2 separate regions of the Sus scrofa genome follow, and region 2 is linked to region 1. The links are chromatin contacts, called in public HiChIP or PLAC-seq maps. All regions are on one chromosome and are shown on one strand. Each heading gives the region's core, a stretch centred on a gene start, on an enhancer-like site or on the middle of the called end of the contact. The rest is flanking DNA. Distances are from core to core; before and after follow the strand shown.

Evidence for each region. HiChIP or PLAC-seq counts read pairs in DNA pulled down with a chosen protein or histone mark.
Region 2: an H3K27ac HiChIP or PLAC-seq map of skeletal muscle shows a contact between it and region 1. The contact joins two enhancer-like sites. A contact is called at or near these places in 1 of 47 Hi-C or Micro-C datasets (skeletal muscle) and 2 of 2 datasets of contacts at active chromatin or transcription factors (alveolar macrophages and skeletal muscle).

Annotation. Positions count from the first base shown.
Region 1 is chr11:47,597,353-47,603,360 of Sscrofa11.1, forward strand. All of the region lies in intron 8 of TBC1D4 (TBC1 domain family member 4), which reads right to left. Among named protein-coding and RNA genes, the nearest start is that of TBC1D4, 160 kb to the right of the region's middle. Within about 2 kb of position 1,524, at least 4 of the 83 cell types and tissues checked have an H3K27ac peak or open chromatin away from gene starts, as enhancers often do. A contact at or near this core is called in skeletal muscle, where this site is marked.
Region 2 is chr11:47,744,988-47,751,065 of Sscrofa11.1, forward strand. The region is part of intron 1 of TBC1D4 (TBC1 domain family member 4); the gene reads right to left. Among named protein-coding and RNA genes, the nearest start is that of TBC1D4, 13 kb to the right of the region's middle. Within about 2 kb of position 4,119, at least 3 of the 83 cell types and tissues checked have an H3K27ac peak or open chromatin away from gene starts, as enhancers often do. A contact at or near this core is called in skeletal muscle, where this site is marked.

The sequences.
Region 1 (6,008 bases), core at 274-2,773:
ACACATCACATTCCCCAAAAGCAAACACTTGAAATTATTTCTCTCAGTACTTTTGTTGGACGCTCCCTGTGGCCCAGTGGGTTAAGGATCCAGTGTTGCTGCAGCTGCAGCGCAAGTCACAACTGCCTCGAGGGTTGGATCCTTGGCCTCAAAGGTGAGATGCCATGGGTGTAGCCAAAAATAAAATTTTTTTTTCTTTAATGCTTTTGTTACTCTTTTTACATTACCATTAATCTTTCCATTTTAGGCACTATCTATTCACCTTCTACTCTGGAAGAAGAGACTTTATGATTCTCACTTCATCACCCATCCCTCTACACACTTCTCTCTTCCCCTCTTCTCTCAGGAGAATTCTATCACAAGTTTCAGCTAAACCAATACTTTATGCTTAGATTTTTATGACCTTATAAATACTGTTTACGGAGTTTCCATTGTGGCTCAGTGGTAATGAATCCAACTAGTATCCATGAGGATCAGGGTTCAATCCCTGGCCTCACTCAGTGGGTTAAGGATCTGGCATTGCCGTGAGCAGTGGTGTAGGTCACAGACCAGCAGCTGTAGCGCCAATCTGACCCCGATCCTGGGAACTTCCATATGCTGTAGGTGTGGCCCTAAAAAGCAAAATAAATAAATATATACATAAATAAATACCATTTACATCTGAGTTATACATTTTGCTATTAATATAACTCATACCTTACAGAGTTTGTTTTCCCCAGAGTTAACAATTGCCTCAGTAATAACTAATTTATTACCAATAATTTATTTATTATTCATTTATTGCCAGCAGATTTCTATATGGTCAAACATCCCCTAATCCATTAATTACATTTTTTTCTTTTTCTTCGGGCTACATTTTGGAGACCTCTGTCTTCCTGTCCCAATCTGTTCTGGTGGTAATTTAGGCTTCCGGAATAGATGTTTCCAGTATTTTCCTTCAATGCTATAATTTTTTTTTTCTTTTTAGGGCCACACTCATGGCATATGGAGGTTCCCAGGCTATGGGATGAATCGGAACGGTTGCTGCTGGCCTACACCACAGCCACAGCAACGCCAGATCTGAGCCACGTCTGCAACCTACACCACAGCTCTTGGTAATACCGGATCCCTAACCCACTGATTGAGGCCAGGGATCGAACCCACATCCTCATGGATCTTGGTCGGCGTTCATTACCACTGAGCCACAACAGGAAGTCCCCTTCAATGCTATTCTAGGTTGGAATTTCTGTTTCCTTGAGCTCATTGTCTTCCTCTTTTTTTAGTTTACTTCCTCATTTTGATGGAATGTATACTCCAGGTGCTTTCCGAGAAAGGGAAACTGGGAAGTAAATTTTTTTTAATTTACATGTCTATAAATGTCACTGTCCTATGTTTGTGTTTTAATAATGGTTGGGCTGAATATACCGTTCTGCTTGGAAATGTCCCTTCAGAATATGTTAGCATTGCTCAAGTGTCTTGGTACAGAAGTCTAGTTTCACTAGGATTCTTGAGCTGTATGTGTCACCTGCTATTTCTCTCTGGAGCAGAATCTGAGCTGACCTTTGGGCGTTCTGAAATTTCACAACCAAATGCCTTTGCATTGCTTTATTCAGTCCTTCTAGTGTGCATTTTCTGAGTCCATTGAATCTTGAAACATATCCTTTAGCTCTGAAAAATTTCTTAAATGATTTCTTTGAAAATTTCTGCCTGCATCTTCTTTCTAGAACTCTTACCACCTGGCTTTTGGATCTCCAGACTGATCCTTTAGCTTTTTACCTAATTCTCCAATTTCCCATGACTTTATTTTGCTTTACTTTCTGGACAATTTTTTTCAAACTCTTGCTTTCCTAGCCTTCTACTGAATTTTTCATTTGAGGTCCACAATCAGAAAATTTTAAGAGTTCTTTCCCATTTGCAATTGACTTTTTTTTTTTTAAGAAATATGTTTAATCTTAAAACTTGTACTACTTTGTCAAATAGTAACATTTCACACCTATTTCTTTCATTTGTTTTTTATTTTTGTTTTTTTGTCTTTTTAGGGCCGCACCTGTGGCATATGGAGGTTGCCAGGCCAGGGGTCGAATTGGAGCTGCAGCTACCGGCCTAGGCCACAGCCACAGCAACGCTGGATCCGAGCCGTGCCTGCAATCTACACCACAGCCCATGGCAACACCAGATCCTTAACACACTGAGAGAGGTCGGGGATCGGACCTGCAACCTCATGGTTCCTAGTCGGATTCATTTCCGCTGAGCCAGAGGGAACTCCTCAATTGACTCTTTTATATTTATGATATCCTATCTTGTTTCATAGAAACAATATTTATTCTAATATGTGTATATTAATTATAGTTTTCTATCCCTGGTGGCTCCCTAAATAACTACATCAATTATAAAAGAGAGCTGCTTCTAACATTACTGAATACTTAGCATATGCCATGTACTATGTTAAGTATTTTACCATGTATTACCTAATTTAATCTCCACAACAATTCTAATGAAGTAAGCATATTTATTCAGTGTGCCTGTACAGAGAAGTAGGTTGCCAATGTTTACACAGTTAAAGGGCAGAACAGCAATTTGAATTCAGGGAGCACAACTTTAAAATGAACCTCTTGAACTATTACTCAATACTACTTCCTGAAGACACAGAGCTTTGTGAAAATACCATTACAAAAACAACAATTAGCCTACATTGGTTAAGAGTTATTTTGCAAATGTCCTAGAACTTGATGTAGGTTCTATCAGTTCGTTAGTTCTATTCAGTGACATGAAATACTTCCAAAAATAAACTATTCATGTGGCTGATAAATTACTGGGTTCATATGTGTGGTCAAGAAAAACAGGCCATGTTGCTTTCTACTTTTTTTGCTGCTACTGAACAACCAACCTGCCTGGTTATCTCAAATAGGTTATTCATAGAGAATGCAGTCAGGTGGGTATCAAATCATTTCCATTATTTGAAAAACAAGGGAGTCCTGTACTGGTGCAGCGGAAACGAATCCGACTAGTATCCGTGAGGATGCAGGTTCAATCCCTGGCCTCGCTCAGTGGGTTGGGGATCCAGCATTGCCATGAGCTGTGGTGTAGGTCACAGATGCAGCTCGGATCCCGCACTGCTGTGGCTGTGGTATAGGCTGGAGGCTGTAGCTCTGTTTCAACCCCTAGCCTGGGAATTTTCACATGCCACAGGTGCAGCCCTAAAAAAAAAAAGAAAGAAAGAAAAAGAAAAACAACATAAATCACACATTTTACTCATAGGAGTGTTTTTTTTTTTTCATTTCTGAGAATGCATATGTTCAACAAACCCAAAAGATACATATATAACATATATCCAGAATATATTTACACTGACGACAACAAAACACCCAGCAAAAATGAATTACCCCAGGGGTTATGGGGAATGTTGAGTAGTCATTCTCACTCTTTCCTACTTCTTAGTTGTTATCATTATTATTATTATTGGCTCTGACTGCAGCATGAGGAAGTTCCCAGGCCAGGGAAAGAACCCACACCAAAGCAGTGACCAGAGCCACAGCAGTAATAATGCCAGATCCTCAGCTGCTAAGCCATCGGGGAACTCCAGTTATTATTATTTTGTAATTTGCAAGCAGGAAAGCAAGGACAAGTTCTAGCCCTGGATGCTGCCCAGGCCACATGGCAGCCTTGCCCTATGTTCTGATCTGATCCATCCTAGGGCTGGATGGAATCCCATCCAGGGGCAGCTGGGGGAACAGGAGTTCCCGAGGGTTTCTCCTTGGGCTTCCCAGACTGCCCACTGATTCCCAGATTCAGACAGATGGGGAGGTCATCTGTGCCCAGAGTCTGCTTGGGCAAAAGAGAAGGAGACGGGAAGGGAGCCAACAGAAAGATGTGCTAAGAGGAAATATCTCATTCTTTCCCTCCGGATTCAATCACAATGAAAACAACGGCTCTCTCCCCTTCCATCAGTTCTTTGTCTCCTCTGCAGCCGCCTCCCTCACCAGCCCTGCTTGCGGGCTCCCAGGATGGCTCATCCATCTCTGCCTTCTGTCCCCAAGGTGCCCACAGACAACAAGACCTCTCTCTGCTCTCTGTGCCATAAGCAGTCTCACCATAGGAAGTGTTTTATCCATGAGTTTTCCTTACACACAAAGAAAAATAAATGAACTTGAAAATGATACTCTACCCTCCCCCAATTAATTCATCAGCAAGTGAGGACAATGGCTCTCACTCCGAAGAAACCATGAAATGAGGACAGTTTTCCAATGACTCACACTTTCTATTAGTAAATATTTCTCTTTCAGGAATATATGCATATACTAGTAAACAGTCTTCTTTTGGAAAACATCAGTTTAAGCAGAGGCAACCGACAAACAATACAAGAGCCTGTCTTTGCACCTCTGAACACACAGTGTTTCAGTTTTAGCTATTATAACGTGGTAATGTGGGTGTCGAGTCTTTTCCTTTGGACCCACTTTTGAATTATTATTGAGCTGAGCGCTAAGGCATCTTAAAAACATATCCTATTTCATAAACAACTATAGTTAGTTAAATAAAATATGCTGACATTTAAAAATAGCAGCAACTGGGAGCCAAACACCATGCCTGGAGTGTCAGTTTTCTACCATCTCACTCAGAAAGAAAAAAAAATAAATAAACAGACAAGTTTCAGAAGTCCACAAAACCTCTTTCCTATATAACCTTCGATACAACATGGGTACGTGCCAGCCTTCCCCACAAGTCCATGCTGCGGTGTATGGTGTAAGCGAGACCTTGTTAGGTCACATAATTGATGGTAGTTGGCAGCACACTGGGACACAAAAGCTACAGTATCCACCTTGACCGAAACAGACTGGCTGTGCCCTTGCTGAAAAGTCATGACAGCCGTTCAAGGCTCTGCAAGCGGCACTTCAAAGTCTGCCGCGCACATACGGAGCAGCGAGCCAAGGTCCTCAGCGGGGATCAAGAGCGTAACGCTCTCAATACCCTTGTGGCATTTTGGAAGTGACAGAGGTTTCGGAGCTTCCCACTGCTCTGTGTCCCACTTCATATCTACGGTGGGCTCTTTTCCTAACATTCTGACACCTCCTTTGCACCAGAATGTGACTGACACAGGTAGGAGGACGCCCATTTCACAGGTGGGGAAACCATGAGTGAGGAAAGGTAACTAAGCTCATTTGTATCATTTTTTTTAGATTCTCCATATGCCTGGTATCATATGAAAAAAGGATACAAATGAATGCATTTACAAAACAGAAACAGTCTCCCAGACATGGACAACATAGGCAATTCCTTGTCCTGGGCGCCCTGAAGGCTTTCTCCCCTCCACCCTGGCTCTGACACCCTGCATGGGGGCATCCCCACCCCCCACAGTCTGATGCCCTTATCACCAGCTCTGGTTTCCACTCACTGCACAGAACCATCTGCCCCAGCACCCATACAGCCTCTGTCTTCCTGCACTGAGCCACTGTGGCTGCCTGCCTCACAGACCCAAGGTCAAGACACCAGCATCTTGTCCAATAGCTTTCGGAGTGAACTGTTCAGGAAGGAGAGGAAGAGAAATCACTTGGCTTATTTCTAAACAGAATATATAAATTCACTAAATGGAACACATACATTTCTATGAACTTATACTCACTATTTTCAGCCTTCCCTATCAGCTTTCTGAGAATGAGCTAAAGAGGGGTTTCTTTATAACTTCAAAATGTGGCAAACTGGACGTTCCCATTGTGGCGCAGCAGAAATGAATCCGACTAGTATCCATGAGGATGTGGATTTGATCCCTGGCCTGCTCAGTGGGTTGGGGATCTGGCCTTGCCATGAGTTGTGGGGTAGGTCACAGACGCACCTCGGATCCTGCGTTGCTGTGGCTGTGCCATAGGTCAGCAGCTGTAGCTCTGATTCGACCCCTAGCCTGAGAACTCCCATATGCCACACATGCATCCATAAAAAGCAAAAAAAAAAAAAAGAAAGAAAGAAAGAAAGAAAAAGAAACAACACAAAATAAAATGTGGCAAAAGATAAAAAGGTCTCAGGACTGGGCATCAATG
Region 2 (6,078 bases), core at 2,869-5,368, 150 kb after region 1:
GCTATAAATCTCTTTCATGCTGGCAGCTTAACTTTTAAAAATAAATCATCTGGAAAATGTCAGCAGCTAAGAAAAAATGACAGGGCAGGCATATGTTGGTTCCCACTGACAATGTCCAGAATTAATTCTGCTCTCAGAAGAAAAATCAGAGCCTAATCACAGCAAACAATGTCTCCAGAGCAACTACCAATTGGTACAATCACATACACACAAAAGCTATTAACCTGCCTGGGTCCTAAGTAAATGGGAATAATGTGAATGGGGTAATAATTCAGATCCAAGACTAACAAACAGCAACTTTGATACTTAGAATGTACATTACAGTGTGTCCTTCTGCAGAAGTGACTTGTGAGCTTATCTTCCACTCTGGGAGCAAAAGAAAACAACTTTAGTAAACAGGCAAACCTGCTCTTAAACTATTTATATGTTGGCCTTTTACCTGAAAAAACAGCTCTATGTGCTGGTTCAGAAAATGCACCATCAGCAACATCTAGGTCTTCAAACCACGTTTACAAATGGAAATCTAGTTTTCAAAGATCATTTTCAAAAGATGACTTCAAAGATCATTTTTTAAATTTTTTAAAATGTTTTATTTATTATATATACATATTTTCTTTTTAGGACCACACCTGCAACATATGGAAGTTCCCAAGGTAGGAACACAGCCACAGCAATGCTAGATCTGAGCCACATCTGCAGCCTATGCTGCAGCTTGCAGCAGTGCTGAATCCTTAACCCACTGAGCGAGGCCAGGGATTGAACCCAAATCTTCATTGACACTGTGTCCAGTTCTTAACTTGCTGAGCCACAATGGGAACCCCTATTTATTCTTTTATTATATGCCCACGGCATGTGGACGTTCCAACCAGGGATTGAACCCACACCACAGCAACAACCCAAGCCACTGAAGTGACAACACCAGATCCTTAACCCACTGCGCCACAAGAGAACTCCTCAAAGACCATTTCAATCATTTGGAAAAAAAAAAAGTGGAAATGACAAGACAGAGCACCTCATTGAGAAAACCCACACTGCTCCATCAATGGAGCAAAAAGGTCTCCTACCCCACACAAGGGATCAGACATTGAAAAAAATGTGGAGATGCCCAGAGGTAGACAGATTATGCCTGAAGGCAATGGGGGGATGAGGAGAAAAGGCTCGTTTTGAGGAAGAGAAGGGACAGGGGGTCTGCATTTATGAAGGCAAATGACTGTGGCACTTTATAATTTTTCCTGGAAAAATAAGGTCACCGTTCCTTGTGACGTTTATTTCCCTTAAAATCCAACCCCAGGAGTTCCTGTTGTGGCTCAGGGGTAACGAACCCGAGTTGTATCCATGAGGATGTGGATTCGATCCCTGACCCCAATCAACGGCTTAAAGGTCCAGTGTTGCCATGAGCTGTGGTGTAGGGCCAAGACGTGACTCAGATCTGGTGTGGCTGTGGTGGAGATCAGCAGCTGGAACTCCGATTCAACCCCTAACCTGGGAACCTCCATATGCCTCGGGTGCAGCCCTAAAAAAACTAAAATAAAATGAAAAATAAATAAATAAAGTCCAACCCTAACACATGGGAACACTGCCAAGAATGAATACTACCTCAGTACCTTAGTGTAGCTTAGTACATGCCCCAGTGGCTTCTGAAAACCATAACCAACCTATCAACTACTCTTATAAACATCAGATTAAGAGAATACAAGGGAAGTAAAAAAAAAAAAAAAATACTCTGTCACAAGGGCATGCTGTTTAACCAAAGAAATTCAGAATATAAACCTTACAACTTATTACTGGTCAACAGTTCACCGTGGACATTGGCTGTAGCTTTTTTTCTTTCCCATCCCTGGTCTCACCCTGGCGGGACTCCTCTCCATTCATTCGTTTTTCTTTTTAATTAAAAAATAATTTTTGAGACATCTCTTAGGCACTTCCCTGCCCCTTTATAGAATAAGGTTGAAAAATCAGTGCCTAAGAACGTGGTCCATTTTAGATTTGGGAGTAAAAACACAGAAACCATTCAGAGTCATTTGTAGCTAAAGAGTCTTCCAAAGGAGAACATGTTTCCACGGAGAAGCCTAAATGACCGCTGCACTGAACCAAAAAAAATACTCGATTCTTGCAAGGATGTATTCACAACGCCACTCTCGTTAATCATCTTCCAGATGCCTGAATGCTTGATTCACATTATTCGAAGAAAAGGCTATTGGACACGCCTGTGCTCATGTTGGCAGCTTCACTAACTTCCTGTGTTTTGATGAAAGGGGGGAGTCCATCACAAATTAGGCTATGAAATTTTTTTCAGAAACTACATAATTTACTTATTTTACAAATGTCTGCCTTATAATCCTCACTTAATACTGCAAGCAGGGTGATGTCTCTAGAACTATAAACATTCATAACAACAAAATATTGTGCAACCAACACAATCAACACTTGTCACCGTTAACAACAGAAGGTAACACGTAGGAGAACATATGCGTATCATCGCCAGCAGACTGTAAACTTTCACCAGTGGATTTAAATTCCTTGAGGGCAGGGACAAATTCTTATTCCACTTAATTTCAATTTGTTGGAAAGAACCCCTACTATAGAAATAGTTCCCCAGGCAACCATGAACAGCCAAGATCACTCTCCCTTCACAGCTTACATTCTAGAGGTGGTGACAGTACCCAGACAAAGAGCTTAAAACATTCATTTTAAATGTGTAAATGCAGAGTTCCTATCATGGCTCAGAGGAAATGAATCTGACTAGCATCCCTGAGGACACAGCTTTGATCCCTGGCCTTGCTCAGTGGGTTAAGGATCTGGTGTTGCGTGAGCTGTGGTGTAGGTCACATACGCAGCTCAGATCCTTCATTGCTGTGGCTGTGGTGCAGACCAGCGGCTGCAGTTCTGATTCAACCCTTAGCCTAGGAACCTCCATATGCTGTGGGATTCGGCCCTAAAAATCAAAATTCAAAGAAAACAAAAAAAACCTCCAGGTGATACAAGCTAAAGTTTAAGAGCCCCTAATCAAGGATATAAATAACTACTTCTTATAGCTGTTATCATTATTAATCCATATCTATTACTTTTTGACTTGGCTCCCAGAAGTTTAGAGTATAATATCTAAAAATCAAATCAAATGCTGGATAATTGTGGTGAATCATGCAAATGAGATAACAAACCCTGTTAAACTATAAGGTGGGCTTAGGTAAGAATAGTTGAGAAATTAAAGATTGTTTTTATACACTCTTTAAAGAATGTCTATACTTTTTCATATACTAAGATAGATATAGTCATGTTCACACTCCAGTTATTAAAATGAATATAATTTCAAATATATATCTTCGACCTAATTTGCAATAAAAAGAAATGTTTAATACCAATTAACTTCCAGATCCCTAATGGTATATTAGCTATTGGTTAGTAGTCTATTGTTATCATTCACACACTTTATTTACATGAACATAGAAGCAAATTTATCTAATACCAGCTATTAATTTTAACAGAATAATTCAATCATTTGAATGTAGGATCAGTGAGGGAAGTTAAACTGTAAAAGGCTGCGAAGAAATAAAATATTATACCACCCACTTTCAAAGTGCTTTAATAATACTATTAGAAGCTACAGAAATCCCGTTTCCTAGATCCAGCCTACTGAACCGTCCTCAAATTTGATAAAATAATTATGGATGAGGAGTTCCCTTCGTGGCTCAGTGGTTAACGAACTCGACTAGTATCCATGAGGATGTGGGTTCGATCCCTGGCCTCGCTCAGTGGGTTAAGGACCCAGCGTTGAGGTGAGCTGTGGTGTAGGTCGCAGACACAGTTGGATCCTGCGTTGCTGTGGTTGTGGCGTAGGCTGGAGGCTCCAACTCCAATTGGACCCCTAGCCTAGGAACCTCCATATGCTGCAGTTGTGGCTCTAAAAAGACAAAAAATTTTGAAAAACAATAATAGTAATAATCACGGATGAATACAGAGGGGCTGTGCCCAAGACCAGCACTTCTTCCACTAGGCTATGTTCATGCCAATCGGCCTTCGCAAGATTCCTTATGAAAACAAAAGCAAAATCAGTACGCAATGTTAACAGCTCTGGAGGGAACCAATAGGAAGGGGCAAGGACCAGACACCAGATAATGCCTCAGAAGAGGGAAGACCAGTTTCCAAAAATGGAAATAAACTCAATCAAGCAGACAGTGCACTATATTTAGGGGGTCTGGCAGTAGACACGGGGTGGTCTTCAAAGTGAGCAACAGGGACTAATAGAGGCAACACAGAGTAATGGTGCATCCCAACAGGTATAAAGAACATGTCACTGGAAATCTAAGAATCAAGCAGAAAGGCCATCCATTCAATTTCAGATAAACTCAGGAAAATCTCTCAGGCTGCCTAGCCAACGAGAATTCGATGCCTGAAACCAGGACCAGAGGTGAACTAAAAAAGCTGCGAATGGTCTGGAGCCTGAAAACAGATTTGCTTATTGGTTTGCAAAAGCCTAAGCCATAAATGTATTTCTCCACATTGTATAACTTATCACTGAAAATGTATATGAAGATACAATTGTGAGACACAAAAGACAACTCGATTGGCTCATCCAGAAGCACTGTTTGACTTGGAATCTGAAATTGATAATAAACTATTCACGAGTTATATAATATGGATAGTGGAAAATTCCATGGCTCTAACTTTGAGAATCTTAGAAATTCATGTAAAAGTTCACAACAGTTCCAAAGTGAAAACTATCCAACTAGTTAAGGGCATCCACAAAATAAAAGAACTGAAGCAGCAAATTTAGGCTTCTATATTTAACCAGGAAGATCCCATTACCTGGAGGTCCTCTTTCCAACCCAACCTCTTACAAGAAATGAAACTTGAAAGGGATCAGTACCTTGAAAAAGAATAACTCCCATATCTTTTACATGGGGCTGCAAAAACCTGCATTCAGATTATCTGAAATGAAACCAACAGATTTGGGGGGGATGATAATAATTTTTTAAATTTAATTTAATTGGAGTATAGTTGACTTAAAATGTTGTATTAGTTTCAGGTAAACAGCAAGTGAATCAGTCATACATATAAATATGTCCATTCTTTTTTCCCATGTGGGTTATTACAAACTACTGAGTAGATTTTCCTGTGCTACACAGTAGGTCCTCATTAATTATGTTTTACACGGCAGTGTGTATAGGTTCCCACCCCCCCAATTCTTTTCTCCCCCCAACAATTTCACCCATGGTAACCATAAGATTGGTTTTACAATCTGTTGAGTTTGTTTCTGTTTTATAAATAAATTCTTTTGTATCATTTTTATTAGATTCTACATTTAAGTGATATATGATATGTGTCTTTCTCTTTCTGACTTAATCTCATTTTTTCCCTTTCTGTCATACTATCACAGATGACTAGGGCCATATTAAATATATCTAAAAGCTTAAGCCCAGAGTTTTCCAAACTTACGGTTGTTCAGAATCCTTTTTAAGGTAAATTAAGATGTTAACATAATTATGTTACTGTTACTTTATTTTATTATGTTCACAAAAATCTAGACATAAATTTTACATGCTTATAGCTCTAGCTTTTAAACAACCAAAACCAAAACCAATTAACAAAATACCCACAAACACAAGTGTAAAACCAATAACAGTTACACTAACAACCTATATTCAGTGTGATGTAAAGGTGTTATTTTCCAAAATTCATGGCTATGGCTGATGTTACTGTGGACCCCACGAGTACTTATTTTTTTCTTTTTGGCTGCACCTGCAGCATGTGGAAGTTCCCAAGCCAGTGATCCAACACATGCCACAACAGTGACAATGCTGGGTCCTTAACCCACTGGACCACCAGGGAACTCCTGCTTTTTTCTGAGCCATTTTTCTCTACTTGAACTCCTGCAAAAATGGTACCTCAGCCCATCAGGTCACTGGGCTTTATCTAACCTTAAAATGTACATATTCTTTTCACTGTAAATCAAGGTAATTAAGATAGCACAACTTGGTGCAAATATTTCTCACTTTATTGTATATGTTTTATAATGACAGTATGATGCATTATTTTTATACTTCATAATTTTACACTTTATACTATGTAATTATATCT